Linked DNA regions of Danio rerio: region 2 is linked to region 1. The links are chromatin contacts, called in public HiChIP or PLAC-seq maps. All regions are on one chromosome and are shown on one strand. Each heading gives the region's core, a stretch centred on a gene start, on an enhancer-like site or on the middle of the called end of the contact. The rest is flanking DNA. Distances are from core to core; before and after follow the strand shown. Region 1 holds the start of unc5b (unc-5 netrin receptor B). Region 2 holds the start of myofl (myoferlin like).

Region 1 (4,903 bases), core at 802-3,301:
ATATAATAATAACTTATACTTGATTGTAACTTTAACCTAATCTGATTGTAATGCAATAATGTACATCTTTTGTAAAGCTTCTCTGAAACCAAAAGCACTATACAAATAAACTTGAATTGAATTTAATGTATTTTTATTTACAATTTTTTTAGCCAGCCACCAGGGTGCGATCAAAATAGTTGTCTTCAATTTTCAGGATCCGTAAGTCACTTGTTTCTCATGTTTAAAGTATGGCATTCATGCAGCGTTCAAGTCCTCCAGAGAATTTAATATCTGCAAGTTGCCAAGTTAGCAATGTACACAAAATCAGTTTTTTTTTAACCCCACATCTACAACATGATTAACAAACAATGTGCATCAGTGGGTTTTTGCTTATTGTTATTATTCAGTTATGAAGGTTCTGCAAGAGTTGTTGTGTACTCTATCATATTGAAATTCCATTCACTGACTTATTCAAAATAAGTACCTCCTTGTGAGTTTGTATTTGTAAAGTTACAGTATATATGCGGCATACAAAAAGTATTATTATTTATTTATTTATTTATTTAGTTAGTTAGTTAGTTAGTTAGTTAGTTAGTTAGTTAGTTAGTTAGTTAGTTAGTTAGTTAGTTAGTTAGTTAGTTGATTGTTTGTTTTACATTTTTTACATACGCATGCATATGTACATACATATTTCAGGAATTTAACATTGAACCTGAAGAAAAATAAAATTAAATAAATAAATAAATACATACATAAATAAACAAACAATCAAAAGTTGTAAGTTCCCAACAATCTTTTTAAAAACGAAAAACATTTACTTTCTCTTGAAAATTTAAATTGTTGTTTGCGGTGCATTTTTAGCTATCTGCTTTAGAAATACCTGCAGATCAGGAACTGCTGCCCTTGCCAGACTCCAAGATGGCCCTGCATAGTAATTGCAGTTCAAACGATTCTGCTTCCGATCCTGGACAGCAGTTTGAATAACCTGTCTAGATTTTAGTTCCTGCTTACACAACCAAAACCAGACAGCTCTGACCGCAGTCTTCTGTAAGGATAACAAAATGAAACAAAGTGGACACAATGGACAATCAGCCTGTATTCAACTTCTGAATGGACTCGGAAAGCACATGTATGAACTGTCGCCCTCTTGTGGTGGTCTCAACAAGAAGTTCATTAATGCACTGAACCTGACTAAAATATGCTGGGAGGCATGACTGTGAATTGTGATAGTGTTACTAACACTAATCCTGAAACTAACATTAACACATCATAATCATCCGTCATTATCAAACCACCCTTAATTAATCATAATTACAGTAGATCTGTATTAAAGACATAATTACATGCTAAAGGTCAAAAGAATGTAGCTAATTCTCACCAGAATCCTTTATATTGCTTTCTAAATACGTTTTCTTTTGTAAATAAATAATTATAATAATAATTTATAATAATAATAATAATAATAATAATAATAGTAACAATAATAATTTAAAAGTCTAATGATAATATTTATATATAAATGCCAAAGTACTGCAGCTCACACTACATTAATAAACCAATATGCCTATTTAAATTACTCCATAATTTCTGTTTTGCTATAATAATTATTATTTTAAGAAAAAAATATGAATGTTTGTCCTTTCCCCGAATCCCTTAATCCGCCTCCGGGATTTCTGTGTTTCCATTCACATCTCTATTGGCGTCCCTGTTCTCCAGCGCTCAGTGTGGCTCAGTGAAGGTTGATGATTGGCTGATGGGAGATGAGAGTCTGGAGGCTCGCGCTTCATACCCGTGTCCGTGTGTTTACACTCAGTTCTCGAGATCCAGACGAGCGGCAGCGTCAGGACTATGGCGCTCCACAGATAGCAGCGGACATCTCACAACGATGGCATTATGCTTAACGCTTACGGACAACTTTTTCTTCTCGCCGCTACAGGAATAAAAGCTGCCAAGTACTTTTGTTTTCGCTTTATCCACTGTTTTCAGAGAGAAACGCGTTCTTTGTTTCAGTGGAGTTGTAAGTGAGATGAACTTTACGCTGGTTGATGCGTTTCACTACGGACGGGGTCTGCGATGTGCCTGAGCGAACATTTGGTGAAACTGTAGCTTTTACACATTTTGGGGAAAGTTCTGGACCAGGTTTCTATTAAAAACCACCACGGTGCAGCCTGTTTTTATAAGTTTGTAAAGTTCGAGGAGGAACCCGTCTCCATATTTCACACTATTTGAAGTATCCTTCACGGAGGATTCAGCGAGGCTTCAGCCGACTGGAGCGAGAGCACCTGGGGGGCGTTTGGCAGTAGCGTGACCGGGTGAAGATGCTCTCAACGTGGATACACCGCGACCAGTCTCCCGCCTCCCTGCTCGGTTTACTTCTACTCAGCTCAACCTTAGTAATACATGCAGGTACGAGCCGGTTAAATGTAACGCTTAATATTAAACACTTCCTTATACTTTCAGAATGAAACGTACGGGAAAACAGAAGTGCGTTATCAACTCACGTAGCCTTCACTCACACACACACCCAAAAACACAGATAAGTTTGGAGATAATAAGGTCGTCACTCAGGATATTGGTCGACTATTGAGAATAAATGATGCCTTTTGATTCTCTTCAGAAATAAGCAGATGACTCATAGGTCGCTTACAGTATGCTTTTTAGACCTAATTCTTTATAATATTCCATAAAAGCCTGCTACAACCTTCCACGAGAATCATGGAGGAAAAATCCATTCAGTAATGGCTTTTGTTGATCCACTTTGCTAAATGTCTTTATGCATTATCTTTGAATTATAACAGGTGGCACTGTTCATTTTAAATATTAAACTCATATAGAGTCTATCTATCTATCTATCTATCTATCTATCTATCTATCTATCTATCTATCTATCTATCTATCTATCTATCTATCTATCTATCTATCTATCTATCTATCTATCTATCTAGAGTTGTAAGGCAGTGTAATAGGTAATAATAACTAAGAATCTGATGAAGGGATGTGACTGCTGCATGTGCACTCATCTCTCTCTCCCTTCAGAGAGGAAATATTCTGTTGATCTCCTCTCTTTCTGCTTGCCGTGCTGAGCTTCCAAGCAGCGGATAAAAAGCAGAACCCCTGGTGTTCTTGGAGTAATTAAGGTTTAGCTCAATGCCTTCCTGGCTCCTGAAAGACAGAAAAAATAAACCTAGTAAAAAAGGGAAACAACATCTGAGGGAAAGCAGAGATAGTGAATTCTGAATTATAGTGTGCAGCTTAAAAATCCATTCCTGTCTGTTATTTTGCTTTTCTGATTGATGTAGCTTAGGGTTACGTTTAGCACATGAACTTGATTAGGAGCTGGTAGAAGTTTCTTTGTCTTTTTAAAAGTGGGGAATAAAGAATTTAATGCAAAAGTAGTTTATTTTTTCAAACAAAGTTTAAAAGTTGATTCTTCCCAATGACTTTAGAATAGTTTGGATGTAACAAAATTACATTGTCAGCAACGGCTGCACTGCAGGTTCATCAGAAAATCATACTGAAAACGATCTAATAAAATAACCAAACCATTTGCTGACACATCTGACAAGTTCAAGATATTATTTCCCATACAGAGGAGAAATATTCACGAGCAGATCATGTTGTGATGTGTTATTGTTTCTGCATGAAGGCTAGCTTACCTTCTGTCTGACCTTAGAAGTGACGGGAAGCAATGAAGCGGGAAAGAAATCTCTCTCCCTCTCTGCACTATGGCCACATATGTAATCAGATTGACACAGAAGTGCACATTTGAAGGGTTTAGTAGATTGGTTTTCCAATGGGAAAGAGAAATTGGAAAGAAAAGGGACAGGATGATTTAACTTCAGACATGGAAACGGGTGTGTATTGTAGTTTAAGTGTCCTTTCTTATAATAAACTACTCACAGAAGAGTCTATTATAGAAAAAACCCAACAGTTTTATATAGATGCATCTGGGACATTTAGCAGTTGCCTAAAAGTAATTTAAAGGGGATAGTTTTACCAAAAATGAAAATGAGTTCACCATTTATCCTCACCAGTGTGCTTTCAAACCTTTATGACTTTCTTTTCTCTGTTGAAAAAAAAAAAAAAAAAAAAAAGATATTTTAAAGAAGCCTGAAAATCTGTAATAATTGACATATATAGTATGAAAAACAAATACTATGGAAGTAAAAGGTTACAGGTTTCCAACATTTTTCAAAATATCTTCCTTTGTGTTTAACAGAAGGTACAAAAGTCAAAGGCGTTTTGTAAATGATGACAAAATTTTCCGTTTTTGGCGAACTGTTCTTTTAAAAGTTTAAATTTAGATGAAAATGTGATTTTAACTTGGTATGTATGGGACTAGGTGACATGGTGGCTCAGTGGTTAGCACTGTTGCCCCACAGCAAGAAGGTTGCTTGTTCGTGGCTGGGCCAGAGGTCATTTCTGTGTAGAGTTTGCATGTTTTCCCCATGTTCGCATGGAATTCCATTGGGTGCTCCAGTTTCCCCCACAGTCCAAAGACATATGGTGTAGGTGAATTGAATAAACTACATTGGTCGAAGTGTAAGAGTGAGTAAATGTCTATGGGTGTTTCCCAGTATTGGGTTGCAGCTGGAAGTAAATCATATGCTGGATAAGTTGATGGTTCATTCCGCTGCTGTGACCCCTGATGAATAAAGAAACTAAGTCAAAGGCGAATGAATGAATTAATTTTATGAGACTTATCAACTGTTTATTACAAAGTTCTTTACAAAGTTCAAAAGTTTATTACAAAGTTTTTTTTGTTCTTCATTGCCTTTGAGATTTTTTTATTTTCTTGAACTTCATTTCATAACTAATTTCCTGTAACAATTTACTTGAAATTATTATAATATACATTTGTGAAAATTTGCCTCATAATCTGAAGAAGGCATGTCTTGCAATTGAATATGTTTAGGGAATT
Region 2 (4,903 bases), core at 854-3,353, 110 kb after region 1:
ATTTTTTTTATTGCTGAAACCAGGAACATACATACATAATAGTACATAAAACTAAAAATACAGTATCACTCAACAAGGGACATTGACAAAAAGTACAGTACAGTATGAAACAATGGAAAAAAATAACATTACAAAAAATAAAGAGAAGTGAGAAAAGGAAGAAGAAATATTAAAGCACTTTGCAAATACAAGGGTTAATTTAAGTTTAACCTATATGAAGATTTCAAAAGCAGATCATATTTTGACAGTTTTTAAAGCTTTCTTATTAGTCGATCCTGAAATCAACTTTATGTAGTTTTCCATATCTTTAATGAAGACCTCAAAGGCAGGTTTATTATTTTAGAATTTGCATTTGGCAATGTAAAATTTACATTTTCCTAGTTAAAAAAAATAAAAATATATATCAATTTTCATTTGTACAGAAAATTGTGGTAGAATCTTCACCTTATCAAAAAAAAAAAAAAAAAAAAAAACTATATTATTCCAAATCTGCTGTATGTAATGACATGACCAAAACAAAAGCACACTGTTTCACCAGCATTCACACAAAAAGAACAACTCAAGTCAGTGTCAACTCTAAACATTTATAGACATTTCTTGATAGGATAACGTCTGTGGATCAGTTTAAACCAGTGACCAGATTTTCTCCTAGTTAAAATTATTCTAAAGTTTTTTTTCCAAAAGAAGATACGGTATGGAGTAGAAGTTAGATTCTTAAGAAATAGTAATCTTATTTTGGGATTTTTTGTTCCTATATTCCAAAAAACACATTTGACTGACAAGAGTGTCACGTGGATTAAGGGCAGATGCTGTAACTGTTGGGGAACAGTTACAATTCCTCAGAAGTATATATATGAAGTTTATTCATGAACTAATTTTGAGAGGATCACGTGATTATGATTGAAGACGGCTGGTTCTGCATTAGCATGTATGATCCACCAATCAGGCCATTCCTAGCCCACTATAAAGAGCCAGGGTTTTTTCACCACAGTCATCTTTGTTTTGAAGAGTCCCCCCTTCCACCCCTACCTCTTCACCTTTCCTTCCATAGGGTGGCACGGTGGCCCAATGGTTAGCACTGATGCCTCACAGCAAGAACGTCACCGGTTCTAGTCCTTTAACAGGCTGGCGGTTGTTTCTGTGTGTAGTTTGCATGTTCTTCCTGTGCTCGCGTGGGTTTTCCCCGGGTCCTCCGGTTTCCTACCACATTCCAAAAACATGCACAAGTGAATTGATCAATCTAAATTTAGCACTACAATCAAACTCTCATCCTGCAGCATATCTCTTCATAGTATTCATTTTAGTTATCAGCTTCTATCAAGCAGGGAGTTGTCGAGATCTACCTGAGCTCAAGGCTCCCCTCTCGCCCTGCAAACGGGAGGGAGCCCAGGGCTCAAGGACCTTTTGAGCTCAGGGCTCTCTCCCGGGACAGCATGCCAAACTGGCTTATAATCAGTCATCAGCTAAGTGTGAACTCTTGAAAAGCCAGATCGAATGGCTCCCACGACCACCGCAAGTTCTTTTGGAGTTACAGGTGTCTGGTATTTGGAAAGAAATTTTGAGTAATAAAGTAAAAGACCTTGACTATTAAACAGCTGTTGTACCAAAACTATATTATATTACTAAAACAGTTAAGAAGTGTTTTTTTCCTCTCCACTTTATAAAGTCCTTTTGATAAACGCAATTAGACGAATAAAATATCTCGCCACACGGTGGAGCCCGAGTACAGGTACAGGTGACTTGTTGTTTGTTGTGTTTAAATAAAACTTATAAAGTTAATGGCGGAATGAATTCTGTGCAGTATGAACTGTTGTCTACACTTCACACTTCTAAACCTGGATCACCCTTACAGTTAATATATATATTTTTCAATATAGTTTACGGTACACGTGTTGATCACCTTTCGAGGCGCACCTTGAATTGAAAGTTATAATCTCCTCAGTGAAAAAAGCCTGTAAAACTATTGTTACAACTATATTCCCTATATTTGTTCTAAACCGCCACATACAATTACATTAGTCTAAAATTATTAATTATAAAAGGGAATAAATTGCTACGATGTTGCAGCGCAGAGGTCCCTCCTCTCATCAGCTCGTCTCATTTGTCTGACTGGCGCTTCCTCCTCTGATGGTCAGCAAATGTTTCTACTCTTCGTGAAGAGAATCTGTTGAGTCGATGTCTTCTGTGCAACCTTAATTCGTAACATTTGGCAACATGTTGAGGGTGGTTGTTGAATCCGCCAAAGGAATTCCTAAAAAAACTATTGGAGTTCCAGATCCTATAGCAGGAATCATCTTTAGGGGTAAGTCAGCGATTTTCCATTAGAGGTTTTGTTACAAGTTTTTTTATTTTTTTATTTACCTTATACCTTTATAATTTTCATTATTGTTAATGTGCATAACTGAAAAGTTAAGCGGAGTTTGATGTCTTTTTACAGAATATACACATGACTTTTTCTAAAGCTGCTTAACATTTTATCCTTAGTTTTTGTTTCTCAGATTTGTATCAATGATTGTTTATGGAAAAGAACACCAAATGTCCTTATAAGGGATTGGAATGGGCCATCGTTAAAAAGAAAACTTGTCCCTCCCCTACACTATAAAAAAGTGAAAATATGCAGTTGTTGAAATATATATTTCATGGGACCCTTAAATGATGTGATGTGTTACAGTCTTACTAATACATAGTACATGTTTTACTGCATGAAGCACATGGATACTTTGTAATCCTCGTTTTTAAACTAAAATAATTGTACAATTCAAGATAATAACATTATGCTGTGTTGATTATGTTAATGTCATGATTGTTTCTTTATTGGTCATAAGAGTAGAAGATTTTTGTTTAACTTTCAGGTGAAAAAAAGAAAACAAAAGCAATTGACAAGGAATTAAACCCTGTTTGGAATGAGGTCAGTTTTATATTGGATACCAAAATGATGCTGTTTAAATCAATGTGTCTTAAATGTGGCCAACCAAGACTTGATATTTTCATTTCAGATAATTGAGTTTGATTTAAAGGGGTCCCCTTTGGATTCCTCGTCATTCATTGAAGTGGTTGTGAAAGACTATGAAACCATTGGAAAAGACAAGTAAGTTTGCATCTACCACTGCTTCACTGTATGAGCCTTATTGGATTCATTTAAAGTGTAGTATTTTAATTGCTGTATGACGATGGTGTGGCGTAGATGGTATTCTACATTTGCTGAGTGGGTGGGTGTGGTGGGTTTACCTTTGCAAATCACTTCACACATGCTTATGTACATAATGTGGCGGTACTGTAAATCACTGCAGTGTAAAGGATACACCTAAGGAAGTCTTTAGAAGCATGAGACAAAAAAAAATATACATTTTGGTAGCACAACATTAGCAATTGTCTTTCTAGGTTAGTTAAAAGTACTAGCTTGGCATGAAACTCTTTAAAACCTCAGTACCACACCCAAGTACTTTGTCTAAACTTGTAGTGTTGTGTTGGAGAGACTCCTGGCGGTTCAAAGTTGCACCTTCGATCAGCCTTTTAACAAGCTTTTTGTGTGAGAGACTCATAGTCAACTCAAGCTGGGTCTTCAAACTAGTGAACATTTGGTTTGGTTCAAAAGGCAGTTTTTCTTCCATGTGGCAAGTTTTACTGCAAAGTCTGCCATGATAATGAACTTTCCATGAGTCACACAGACGACGTCTCCTTGGCTTCCTCCACCATCTGCACATACTGGATTTAGTTTGTGTTCTCTGTTGCCACATGCAGAGTAAAGAGTATCATAACAATAGAAAAGTACTGTAAGCTTGCAAAAACTTGTTCAATTTTGATGTTGACATTATTTGAATCATCAGTTTTTTGCAGGGATTTGGAAATGATGAAATGGGCTTTTCAAGCTTGCCTTTGGCCTTATTTGGAGTTTTTTAATAGCTTTTGTAGAAGAACTTTATTTGGAGGAAATTCAGGAAGTATCATGTTAGAGAGATTGTAATGATTGTAATGACTCATAGGTAAATCATGTGCAGTTTGCTATCTTATTTGGAGTTGTTTTCTGTGTCTGCATTGAGTCCTTCTCAGAAGACCACAGCGACTGTTTGACAAAGGAAATGCCAGAAGATATTTTTGTGAAGAAAAAAAGACAGATAAAAAAAAAAAAATTGGTAAATTTGGTATTAAATATATTTACAGAGAGGGTTTAAATATTCCAGAGTGTGTTCCAGAACAGAGAAGTTCATGCCAAAAGCCCTGCAAAGTATTTCTGTCATGCAATAAGCAAAGGAGTGTGAACTATTATTTACACTTATGCATTTTTCTCATCCTTACTGTACATCTACTATGTACACTTTTTCCATGGACAGTAGGTGTTTCTGAGACACACACACTACCTTGAACTGAGTTTACCACATTTTAAAAAATCGTCTTATTACAAACAAACCTACTTAGGTTTTGTATTAATTCTGTGTCAGACAAAATTAAAGTACATTTTTGTAATATAGTGATGTGTTCTGAAACAGACAGTCGTATACCAGAAGTTCTGTTAAGTTCACTTTGTATGACCAACATATTTTGCATGCAAAATGATACACAAGATTAAAACATTCCAGTATGGGATACATCCAGTCTTATAAAAATCCTCCACTAAACAAAGTCTCTAAAATAATTAGAAAAAAATATTCTATGACTGAATATTTCATGGTATTGTGAAGTATTATGATTTATTGTATTATTAGCCAGGTTTCCATTCTTCATGAAGCAAATCTTTTCCATCAAGAGTGGCTGACTGTAGTATATGTAACCTAGTAACCAGCAGTAAACAAGGCAAGCATACAGAGACAGCTGATTAGTCACATCAGTGGAATATTCGATGCATCATAGTTTATTTAACAAATGCGTTTGCATCTCACATTATTTACATTTTACATGATTTTTT

The links. HiChIP or PLAC-seq counts read pairs in DNA pulled down with a chosen protein or histone mark.
Region 2: a contact with region 1 is called in an H3K4me3 HiChIP or PLAC-seq map of gastrula embryo, with 3 times the contacts expected there. The contact joins the promoter of myofl here to the promoter of unc5b in region 1. A contact is called at or near these places in 2 of 4 datasets of contacts at active chromatin or transcription factors (embryo and gastrula embryo).

The regions. Positions count from the first base shown.
Region 1 is chr13:32,514,655-32,519,557 of GRCz12tu, forward strand. It overlaps unc5b (unc-5 netrin receptor B), which reads left to right and starts at 2,052. Exons shown (of 17, transcript NM_001111149.1): 1 at 2,052-2,388. The coding sequence starts at 2,301.
Region 2 is chr13:32,624,849-32,629,751 of GRCz12tu, forward strand. It overlaps myofl (myoferlin like), which reads left to right and starts at 2,104. Exons shown (of 53, transcript XM_682373.11): 1 at 2,104-2,302; 2 at 2,853-2,908; 3 at 2,997-3,088. The coding sequence starts at 2,215.